2 separate regions of the Mus musculus genome follow, and region 1 is linked to region 2. The links are chromatin contacts, called in public Hi-C maps. All regions are on one chromosome and are shown on one strand. Each heading gives the region's core, a stretch centred on a gene start, on an enhancer-like site or on the middle of the called end of the contact. The rest is flanking DNA. Distances are from core to core; before and after follow the strand shown. Region 1 overlaps Ranbp9 (RAN binding protein 9). Region 2 holds the start of Nol7 (nucleolar protein 7).

The links. Hi-C and Micro-C count contacts between places; a contact is called where the count stands out from the background.
Region 1: a Hi-C map of CD8 T cells shows a contact between it and region 2, with 1.9 times the contacts expected there. The contact joins the enhancer-like site here to the promoter of Nol7 in region 2. A contact is called at or near these places in 2 of 39 promoter capture datasets (liver and neutrophils), 2 of 15 datasets of contacts at CTCF or cohesin (CD8 T cells and the NIH/3T3 cell line), 14 of 484 Hi-C or Micro-C datasets (CD4 T cells, CD8 T cells, Th1 cells and 8 more), 5 of 115 datasets of contacts at active chromatin or transcription factors (CD8 T cells, effector CD8 T cells, embryonic fibroblasts and 1 more) and 3 of 9 other capture datasets (adipose tissue, liver and pancreatic islet).

What each region holds. Positions count from the first base shown.
Region 1 is chr13:43,454,471-43,459,799 of GRCm38.p6, reverse strand. The region is part of intron 2 of Ranbp9 (RAN binding protein 9); the gene reads left to right. Among named protein-coding and RNA genes, the nearest start is that of Ranbp9, 24 kb to the left of the region's middle. Within about 2 kb of position 2,394, at least 11 of the 459 cell types and tissues checked have an H3K27ac peak or open chromatin away from gene starts, as enhancers often do. A contact at or near this core is called in CD8 T cells and Th1 cells, where this site is marked.
Region 2 is chr13:43,395,286-43,400,942 of GRCm38.p6, reverse strand. Nol7 (nucleolar protein 7) reads right to left here and starts at 2,567. Exons shown (of 8, transcript NM_023554.2): 1 at 2,285-2,567; 2 at 2,148-2,208; 3 at 1,374-1,432; 4 at 322-350; 5 at 9-90. The coding sequence starts at 2,538.

The sequences.
Region 1 (5,329 bases), core at 1,145-3,644, 59 kb before region 2:
TCTATGTTTAACCCTTTTGGTACAGAGATCTGTGAGGTTTTACAAATATGTGCAGTCCGTCGTTCTGTTCCTTGGTATAGAGCCCTTTCTGTCTAGCCTGGCAACCACTGATGGTTTTCTGCCTATACCTTTGCCGTTTCTAGAGTGGTGTATAAATGAAATCATAATATGTAGCCTTCTAAGTCTGCCAGCATTTGCTCTGAATAATGAATTCAAGATTCATTCTTGTTGCATGTTTTGGAGAACAGTCCTTTTTATTGCTGAGGGTATAGATGATCAAACCAGTATGCTAGCCCACTCCCTAATTGAAGGGTAAGCTTCCACAATTACAAATGTAACCAGTATCAACATTTATATGTGCAAAGTTTTCTGTAAATGGAAGTTTTCCTTTCACTTGGGTAAATATTCAGGAACAAGATAGCCAAATTGTAGGTAACTTGCTTTATGAGAAATCTGAGATAGCTTTTGCAAAGTAGTCTGACTAATGCGTCTTTCCACCAACAGTGTGAGAATTCCTCTTGATCTGTGTCTTTGTGTATTGTCAGGGTTTTTGTTTTGTTTTTTTTCCACTTCTAAAAATCATTTTGATAAAGTCTACAAACCATTGTGACATTTTTACACACACACACACACACACACACACACACACACACACACACACACACACACACAGCGTTATTACTTTGTCCTTACACTTCCTTTTCTTACTGGGTTTTGTTGTTTGTTTGTTTAACTGTTGTAATGATGTCTGGCTTGTAAGTTCTAAATTCCAGGTATCTTTTTTGTGTGTCACTGCCTCTTACAAAATAATGTGTCGTCGTTACATTTTGATCATGCCAATAATGGTGCATACTACTGACTTAAGGGTAGGGAATATTTCAAAGCTAGATACGTGTGAAGAAATGAATGGTTTTCTGTCTCTAGTTCTGCCATTTCTAAAATGGCACATAAGAGGTACCTCTTAACTGTAGCATCTTCAGCCTAACAATGCATTTGAGAAGCAATCCTGCTGCAGCACCCCGGTGAATAGACTAGTTCACTCGCCACTCTGCAATTTCCTTGAAGAGATTTATGTTCATCTGTTTATGTTACTTTAAGTAGACTTTTCTTTGAGCTGTGTTTATTTAAGAACAGAACAGGTAAAATTTGAATCCAGGGTCTCAGTTTTCTAGGAAAACTGTCATTGACAAGTTTTCTAATGAAAGGACAAGTTTAGTGTTGTTTCCTCTTTGGACAGATGACAAAGAATAGAGGATCTGGTGGAGTGTGGTGTGTGTGAGGGCACTGCTCGGATTCTGCCCTCTCATTGTCCCTGGCCTGCTGAGGAAAGTGAGGACTTGGATATGATGGGCTTTTTTTTTCCTGCCTAGAAAATAAGGCTTAAAGGAAATTTGTTTTATTGCATGAAAGAATATATGTAATTATCTGATTTAGTTTTTTATTTAAATTTTTATTCATAAAAATAAACATAATTTATAAGGACAATTTATCTGATCGGTAACCTGTCAATTTTTAAATTTAAAAATAGAATTTGAACACATTTCATTAAAAAAGGCTAATATTGTGTTATGTACATGGCCATTGTTTAGGAGACATTAAGGGTTTATCCTTACTTTATGTTTTTATGATTGGTGAGAAGTTTCTAAAAATAATTTTATTTTATGAATGTAATTTCAGCTCAGGAATTTCAGTCAAGTTTTAAATTATGCATACTGATAGACACAGAGGCAGTAGAGAAACTGTTAACTCAAAGTGTGAGAGAGAATAACATTTGAAAATTTTTTGTTATAACTCATTCATATGATATTTTTAACTCTTCGAACAAAATATTGATACCACTATTTGACAGTGATTCTAGAAGAATTGGCAAATCTTTTAGTCTTTGTTCTATTCCTCAATTTTTCTGCCTGTTATACCCTCAAAGTGTTCCTTTTGAGCTTATTATGGACTTAAGGCTTTTTGTTTTTGTTTTTTATGTTTTGTTTTTCAAGACAAGGTTTCTCTATCAACCCTTGGGCTGTCCTGGAACTCACTCTGTAGACCAGGCTAGCCTCAGACTCACAGACATCTGTCTGCTTCTGCACTGAGCACTGGGACTAAAGGTGTGCCACTACCTGGCTTTAAAGACTATTTTTTATGAAGAGTAGAAAAGAAAGGTTCCTGTCTAGCTTTGATAAAATTAAATAGGAGAAGAAGGAAGAGGAGGAGAAAGAGGAGGAGGAGGAAGGAAAGAAGAGGAAGAGAAAGAAGTGGTGGTAGTGGTTGTGGTGGTCTGGGGCTGGAGCTATGAAGATTAAGTTAAGGCAGTTAAGTTACTGCCCTTGTAGAGGTCCCCACTTCAGTCCCAGCACCCATGACAGCAGCTCAGGAAGGCCTTGTAACTCCAGTTCCATGGGTTTCTGCACCCTCTTCTGGCCTTCTCAGGCACTGATTCAAGTGCACAAACCCACATGCATATGTATACATAGACACTGATTTCAGAAACAAAGTTTGAAGGGTTTCTTCCTCCTAGTTTCAGTCGGTTGTGCTCACAGAGGAAGGTGTGAGCAGAGAGAAGGGCATGTAGGTAAGCAGCATGCTATCAGCTTACTGTGTTTGTGATACATTGCAGGCTTACATTCATAGCCTGAGCAGCAATACTTTTTCGTGGTTGTCTTACTTACACTTCCTCGTCAGCTTTCTGAATGCAGTAGAAATTCAGGAAACACATCCAGGTTAATATTTAAAAAGTACAGTGGGGTAGGGTAGAGAGCAGTCATTATGCAAAAACCTCTGGATTAAGTGTTTTGAATGAAGATTGAGATCATATATGGGGGAACCGAGGGGTAGTTCTGACTCAAGAAAACACACACATCAAGGAAATAGTATGTGCTAGTCCTTTAAGATTAGTAAGAAGTTGAGAGACAGTTGGAGGAAAATACCACTGAAGGTGGTAAATGGCTAAGGTAGTTTAGGAAGAGTATGAATTTGTTTGGTCTTTGGCAGGGGCATTATGATAGCTCAGTGTTACTGAGACTTTAGGGGATTGTAATGGAACCTGACAGAAGTAAGAATGGACTTAGGTATGAGGGAGCCTTCATAGCAATTCTAAACTCTGTAGGTAATAGCAAGCCTTTGTTACTCTTAATAGGAAAGTGAGAGAATGGATATCCATATGCAGCATAGCCAGTTGGAGAGTGGGAAAGAGTACCATGGTAATGGCATTGACCAAGGTACCTAGAGAGTGTGGCCTAGGAGTGGTTGTGGTGGAGACTAAAAGCAAAGAAGAGGGTTCACGGGTTGATTACCTGTTATGCACCACAAACCTGGAGTAAGAGTTAAAATTAACAAGGCTTGATAAAGATGAAGACAAGCCTGTAGATATGCTGAAAATAGGGTCCCTACTGTTTAGATATTTATAGGACAGAGCAGAAATAGGCTTGTAATAAGTAATCAAGTATAAAATAGTAGTAATACATGTGAACAGACTGACATGCAGAGGTGGTGACCAGCTGTTGGAAGACAGTGGTGATCAGGACAAGCTTGGTAACATTTAACACTGCAGAACAGGAAACAGGTCAACATGAGGCTCTGGCTTCCCTGTCTTTCAGCCATGTTCACACCCCATGATTGACAAGTGGCCTGGACATCCTTCTTTAGCTGTGTTGTGAATTTTTTTTGAGGTGGGGTTGGTTTTTTGAGACAGGGTTTCTCAGTATAACCCTGGCTGTCCTGGAACTCACTCTGTAGACCAGGCTAGCCTCGAACTCAGAAATCCACCTGCCTCTGCCTCCCGAGTGCTGGGATTAAAGGTGTGCGCCGATTTTTAAGGTAAGCCCCTGGTTTACGAGCTGCATTGCTTTTCTTGAAAAGCATAGTGAACAGGTAAGTCTTGCCTCTGCTGTTCACTGATTCTGTGATTTTGTTCCCTTTTGAAAAATGATTTATTTATTTAATAAGAATGGTATAGTTGTCTTCAGACACACCAGAAAAGGGCATCAGATCCTATTACAGATGGTTGTGAGCCATCATGTGGTCTGATTTCAGGACTTTGGGAAGGGCAGTTAGGGCTCTTAACCACTGAGCCATCTCTTCACCCCCTGGATTTTGTACTTTTTCAGTAAACTGTTTCAGTCTGAGTGCTGAAAAGGAAACAGAACTTCTGGCCTCATGGGTCTAACATAACTAATGCATTTAAAGCATGCAGTAGAGCACCTGGTTCATGGCAGCTCAGGACGTTTGCTTCTGTTGGTGACGGCTGTCTGGTGCTCAGCAAGGTGCTCATAAACTTGGACTGTGTGTGGTGGTGACAACCTTTGCCTTGAAGATCGTCGGAGGCTGAAGGATCGAGTTCAAGGCTAGAGCTCCTCTCCATAGTGAGTTCCTGGTCAGCCAGAACTACATAGTGAGTGAGGCCCTGCCTCCAAAAGAATAAGTAAATATGAAGCCATTCATTTGTTGTGTCAGCAGTTTACATATACTCGGTGCTTGTGTGTACTAGGTTGATAAGAAGGCTGGATTGGGTCTCTATACAGAACGAAATTAAGGTAAACCGGAAGGACAGTCTCAGTGGAGATGAATGGTGATGGTCTGTGCAAATGGATTGTTTGAGTTCTGGCTGGGTACAGAAGGAGTAGATCTGTGAGATGATAGACTCAGCCAAACGAGAGATTTATACATTGTTATTTTTCGTAAGGTTTAAGAAGAGCAGCCTTGGGGGCTGGTGAGATGGCTCAGTGGGTAAGAGCACCCGACTGCTCTTCCAAAGGTCTGGAGTTCAAATCCCAGCAACCACAATGGTGGCTCACAACCATCGGTAACGAGATCTGACTCCCTCTTCTGGAGTGTCACAGTGTACTTACATATAATAAATAAATAAATCTTTAAAAAAAAAAAAAAAAGAAGAGCAGCCTTACGAAAATAACAATGTATAAATCTCTCGTTTGGCTGAGTCTATCATCTCACAGATCTACTCCTTTCTTACCCAGCCAGAGCAGCCTGAGCCTGGCGTGGTGGTGCACTCTCAGAGGCAGGCAGATTTCCGAGTTCGAGGACAGCCAGGGCTACACAGAGAAACCCTGACTCGAAAAACCAAAAAAAAAAAAAAAAAGCAGCCTGTGTGGGTTGTGGTGGATTTGCTAAGATGCCAGGGTTATACATTACAGTGAAAGACAACTGAAGAGAGAAGCAAAGCTTCCTGAGAGGATTCGTGTGTGTGTGTGTGTGTGTGTGTGTGTGTGTGTGTACTTTGCATCTGCAGTAGACAGAAATACAAAGTGTACTGGGCAAACACATCACCTGAGACAACCTGGACAGGGCACTCTTTTCTTTTGTCCACGGCTAGACCTGT
Region 2 (5,657 bases), core at 1,318-3,817:
CTCATTACCCGACAGACTGCACTTTCTGTACTTTAACTTTCTTGGAGTTTCTTCCTTTTGCATGCTGTTCACTTTTCTTTTTCAAATTAACTGAAAAAATAAGATCCACTTTGTAAGTAGTATTTATATAAATTAACACCTAATGGAAGTTACTCACTTTGGTGACCACCTATCATGTGAGTACAGGTTTTATTTTGAAGAAAATAGTGGAAAACAGGCTTAAGCCAACTTTGGCCAGGCCTAAGGACCACAAATAACCAAAAATTTCTGCAAGTGCACTTTACCATTACATGAAGTTACTTAACCAAGGACAAGTCATACCTTTTACGTTTTCTGGTGATTTCTTTATGCTGCGGGAGGAAAAAAAAAAAAAACGAAAGATGGGACTGGCAGGCAATAGAGAGTACTCAAAACAAGTATCCAAGATCCTCTCTCGATTTCATGACCCCTGCCCTTAATCTTTCCTCACTGAGCCACACAGCGCTGCCACAACTCCCAGTCATTTGACTAGTATGGAGTGTCCTCAGAACTTAAATTTGAGCACTGTTAATAGAAACTCAGAACTGTTAACTTAGCATTCCAAAGATCAAGTAAAGGCTGGTGCTAGTCTCACAGTATTGAGAAACTAGATTTAGACAACAGTTTGGACCCTGGAGACCAAGGATGAGTTCCAGGTACCTACGGAGTGACTAAACTGCCTGGAAGAGAAAGCACAGAGGCCTGTACAGATGGGAAGTTATGGAGGAGGGAGCGAGAAGAAAGGGTCCACACTTGACCTCGGGTAGGAAAGAGAAGGACCTCACCTAAAAGCACAAACATCTGCTTATATACCTCATGGATTAAAGATCTGAATAATTATGGAAAGTAACCAACAATTTGGAACTACTATTCTGATTTAAAAGAAAAAAGACTTGAGAAGTTAGAATGTTCTAAGGTCAGGTGTGGTGGTGCACACCTTTAATCCCAGCACCAAGAGGCAGAGGCAGGCAAATCTGTGTTTGAGGTCAGCCTGGTCTACAGAGCAAGAGTTACATGACAGTCAGGGCTACTGAAACCCTGTCTAGAAAAACAAAAAGAATGTACCAAGGAGTGAATTCAGCAGGGCGTAAACTCAAGCTTTGGGTTTGAAGCACTGGCAACACGGCTGCTAAACGAAATGAGGAACAGAGAAAGGGGTGGCGGCAGGTAGAGCAAGCTAAAGGAAAGTCTGGGTTTAAGTTCCTGCTGCAACACTAAATGTTCTCAGTCACTTACTTACCATCTATCTTGCTAGACAAAGTTGAGGAACTCCAAAAGCACTGTGTAGCTTTTAAGTTTGGGGAGAATTTCTTAGGGTCTACAGACTTTATGCACGTAGAAACTGCAATACTTACTCGGCCTCTGAAGCTGTAGTTAGCTGCTCTAATACAGCATCTGGAAGCAGCTTTCTTTTCTTTGGGGATAAAGACATTTGATGACAAGTTAAAGTGAGGTACAGGTATGCCTGGAGATAACTTCTAACGTTACTCATTTCGAACAGTCCTGAATTCGGGCCAATCTGTGAATACGTCCCTGCTGCCTCTAAACCGACAACATTAAGACTGGATTTAGAAAGCCCAATACAGGCCGGACATGGTGGCGCACGCCTTTAATCCCAGCACTCAGGAGGCAGAGGCAGGCGGATTTCTGAGTTCGAGGCCAGCCTGGTCTACAAAGTGAGTTCCAGGACAGCCAGGGCTATACAGAGAAACCCTGTCTCGGAAGAAAAAAAAAAAAAAAAAAAAAAAAAAGAAAAGAAAAGAAAGCCCAATACATTCCCTGTCATTTTACCCAAAGTAGCTCAACGTTCAAGTATCCCGGCTACTAACTGAAAGGTATTTAGGTATGGCCACTCGAAATCAGATCTCTGGGGTGCGAAAAAAGAAATCATTAGCTCCAGCCTAGAATTTTAAAAACTCAAGCAAACCTCACCACCTCTGGAAGCCTGTAAGACCTACTGTCAGGGATAGATGAGTGTCAGTGCTTCCACGCCTACTTTGAATTACGGCAGACTCCAAGAAACGCCAATGGCCCTTGCACCTCTCCAGTACCCTATCCTTTAAGGAGCTTTTAGCAAGGGAACTCTAGCCCCGGCCGAGTTTACATAAGCGACAAGTCCCGCGTCCAACCTTCTGTTCGATGAACAGCTCCTCGCGCCGTTTCCTCTTCTCCTTCAACAGCGTTTTATCCCTGGAAGGAAAGGAGTCGGGTCAGCGCCGGCCGAGCCTGGGGAGTCCCGAGGCGCCAACATTCCCGGGCGCTGCACCTGCGAGCACTCGCGCGCACGCGCAGCTCCTCCTCCCGGGCTTCCGCCTGGGCGCTGGCGAAAGTCAGCTCCTCCGGGGCTTCGTCGTCCGCGTCCTCCTCCTCGTCCAGGGGCTCGGCGGCCGCGCCACTGCTAGGCTGCGCGAGCAGCAGGCCGTGCTCCGCCTCCTCCTCCTCCGAGGCCGCCTGGTCCTCGTCCACCATCGCCTCAGCCGGCGCGGGAATACGCGACAAGCGGGGCCGGAGCTGCACCATGGCAAACGGAAAGGCGGCTGTCTGACCCTTGACCCGGAAGCAGCCGTGCGCGGTGCGCGCTCTCTACGCCCTCTGCTGGTTCGGAGGCCGCGAAACGTGCTGAGGCGCGTGCGCGGGAGGGCGGGGCTTTTCATGGCTGAGACGGGGGGGGGGGGTAAGAGGGCGTGGTTTCGTGCTGCTAGGTGTCGCCGCCTTTTTTTTTTTTTTTTTTTTTTTTTCTCCCCCAGGTTGCTTAGATCTATGGAACAGAGGCAAGGGTATAATAAATAACGAAATAAATGACCATCGTTGCTTGTGAGATGCATCCCTGTATGTATTGTGTACGACCCACCCCCATCACCACCCCCACCCCCTCCAACCCTTGCAATCCTCTGCCCATATATTTTTTGGGAATACATGGCCCACGTGATGTCTTTTACCAGCTATACAGTAGGAAATGATTCTTCATTCCCTAATCTATCCGTGCACTTGGATGAGCTGTCCTCTCTGATATGTGTTCCCCTACGCAGAACGGTTGACTTTCAACGTCCCACCCAGAGACCATGGCATGTTTAGTTACACTATTCTCTAAATACTCAAGTCACCTGGCTGTTGCTTCTACCATTCTAAAGTCATTGATTTCTAATGTCACACTATATGTTCGACAAATGGTTAGTTAACATATATACTTCCTACTTCTAAACCTTATCCCCCCCCCCCTCTTGTTTAGAAGCAGTTTCCAATTTAAAAAGAACAAATAAGTGTGGATAAAAAGATCAAAACAAGGCCTGTAGGTGGTGGTGCATGCCTTTCATCCTAGTGGTGCGGGGCAGAGGCAGGAGGAACTCTTGTGAGTCTAGGCCAGCCTGGTCTATGGAGTGAGTTCCAGGAAAGCCAAGGCTACACAGAGAAACCCTGTCTCAGAAACAAAACAAAACAAGAACTGCTAGAGACATCGTAGGCAGAGAAGGATGGGGAGGGTGGCTCTGAAACGTCTGGGCTCGGTCAGATAGAAAATACAAATGAAAAACATTCTCTGAGTCCGGCAGAGTAGTGCACGCCTGAAATCCCAGCACTCGGGAAGCCGAAGCAAGAACATCTTAAAGTCTGGGCCAGCCTGAACTAAAGTGAAACCTATTGCAAGAAAACAAATGTTTGCATCAGCAGACCCCTACAGTAACTAGCATTGAGAGAGGTTAAACTGAAGCCCGGTGACAACCTACCAAAAGCATGTGATGGTCCATACGTGTAGATGCCGCATTAAAGTGTCACAGAGGGCAGGAGAGACGGCTCGGCAGTTAAGAGAACTTCAACTTACTGCTTGCTCTTCCAGAGAACCTTAGTTCAGTTTCTAGTACCTATGTCAAGCAGCACACAACCACTTTTTTTTGTTGTTTTGTTTTGTTTTGTTTTTCGAGACAGGGTTTCTCTGTGTAGCCCTAGCAGTCCTGGAACTCACTTTGTAGACCAGGCTGGCCTTGAACTCAGAAATCCTCCTGTCTCTGCCTCCAGAGTGCTGGGATTAAAGGCGTGCGCCACCACCGCCCGCTACATAACCACTTATGACTAGTTCCAGGGGCTCCAAGGGCTTTGGCCCCTGCAGTACGCATAGCCATTGCATACAGACAGACACACAGACACACACCTTGGAAAGGTATCACTGAAATTATAACTAGCTCCCTAGCTTCAGCTTACCACCTCCAGTGTGACCCTCATGCTGCCTGGCTACTTCTCCAGACTCCCAATTGGTCAGATAATCTATCTCCTTCACGCAAAGGACTTTTAGGATTTGTTACAAATGACTGTCACCTATGGTACACGCAACTCTCCCTTGTTGCCTGCGGTAGATCATTTTAAATGTCAACATGGTTGGACTAACAAACACCTGTGGGGAGCCACGAAGTCCTGAGTAAATGAGTATTGTTGACATGGGTCCAGCCACGTCAGTGTCAAGGACCCTGATGCCCCAGTGGCAAAGCTTTCCCTGGGTCAGGTTCAGGGAAATGGCAAAGGCTTCCTGTGCCAATGTTGGCAGTGTGTGCAAAAACTAGCAAGGGCAGCTCCTTCCTCGTGGGCGACTACAACCTGAAATGGCTCCCCTCCAGTCTTCCCATAGAGACTTCTGAACCCCTATTCCTTCTGCTACCCATAATAAACTTGCTGAGTCCCCGAGTTGCATAGGACGTGGCCTCCATCCAAGTGACGCAACCCACCCGACCCCAGCTTTTCTGCATGCCTTTCTGGCATTTGTTCCGATGTCTGTCACCTCTTCGTTTCCAACTTGCTGTCTTCAGCTTTCCAGTACCCGGCTATGCCGGGTTCGGCAAACACCTAACGCAACAGTGAGGCACACCTTTTCCATGTGCCTGCTGGTTCCCAGAGAGGATTCGCTGAGGAAGAAATACCCTGAATGGGAGGAGCGGACTGTAGTCTTAGGGAACCGGGAAAGCGAATGGAGTACTGGAAGTCCCTGGCTCTGCTTCCTGCGCAGCCGCAGACCAAGCCATTCCCTCCCCCAGGTCTTCCTTGCTGAGATGCCTTCCTCTGAACTGTGAGCCGAGACATGATGGACCTTTCTTTCATTCTTTTAAGTTTTCTCGGGTACTTTGGTCATAGCCACGTAACTAGGGACAGAAACCCAAGATATTAAAGCAAATGGATTTCTGAAGGGGCTGAGGGGAGGCGGACCAGGTCCATAGTTACCTGGAGAACTGACTGGATCCAAAGGAGGGCATTTACTATGTTAGTGGCCACAGCTTCCTTCTGGGCCTCTCATCCCTCTCATTCAGGCCCCGGCTGCATCAGCAGGTAGAGCTTAAAGACAGAGCAGCGTTCTTGCTACTTTATTGCAAGGTTAAAAAGGCCATCCTCTCAAGGACCTGTAGCTCCGGCAAAGACTATCTCTCCTTCACTTATGACGTGAAGCAACGGTCATCCATCACTTCCTTTCCTTAGAGGCAGCACATCTGCTTCAACGTGGATTTGCAGTGTTCCTGTCCTCATTCTGATGTCTCTACTCGGACATTCCTCTTCTTGCTTTGCGTGACTTCTTGCTGCAAGTTATTCAGTATTCTTTAAGGTAAGACATCCAAGGGAAGTAAGCACTGAAAAGAAACGAAGCCCCAAGCCAGGGCAGCTCT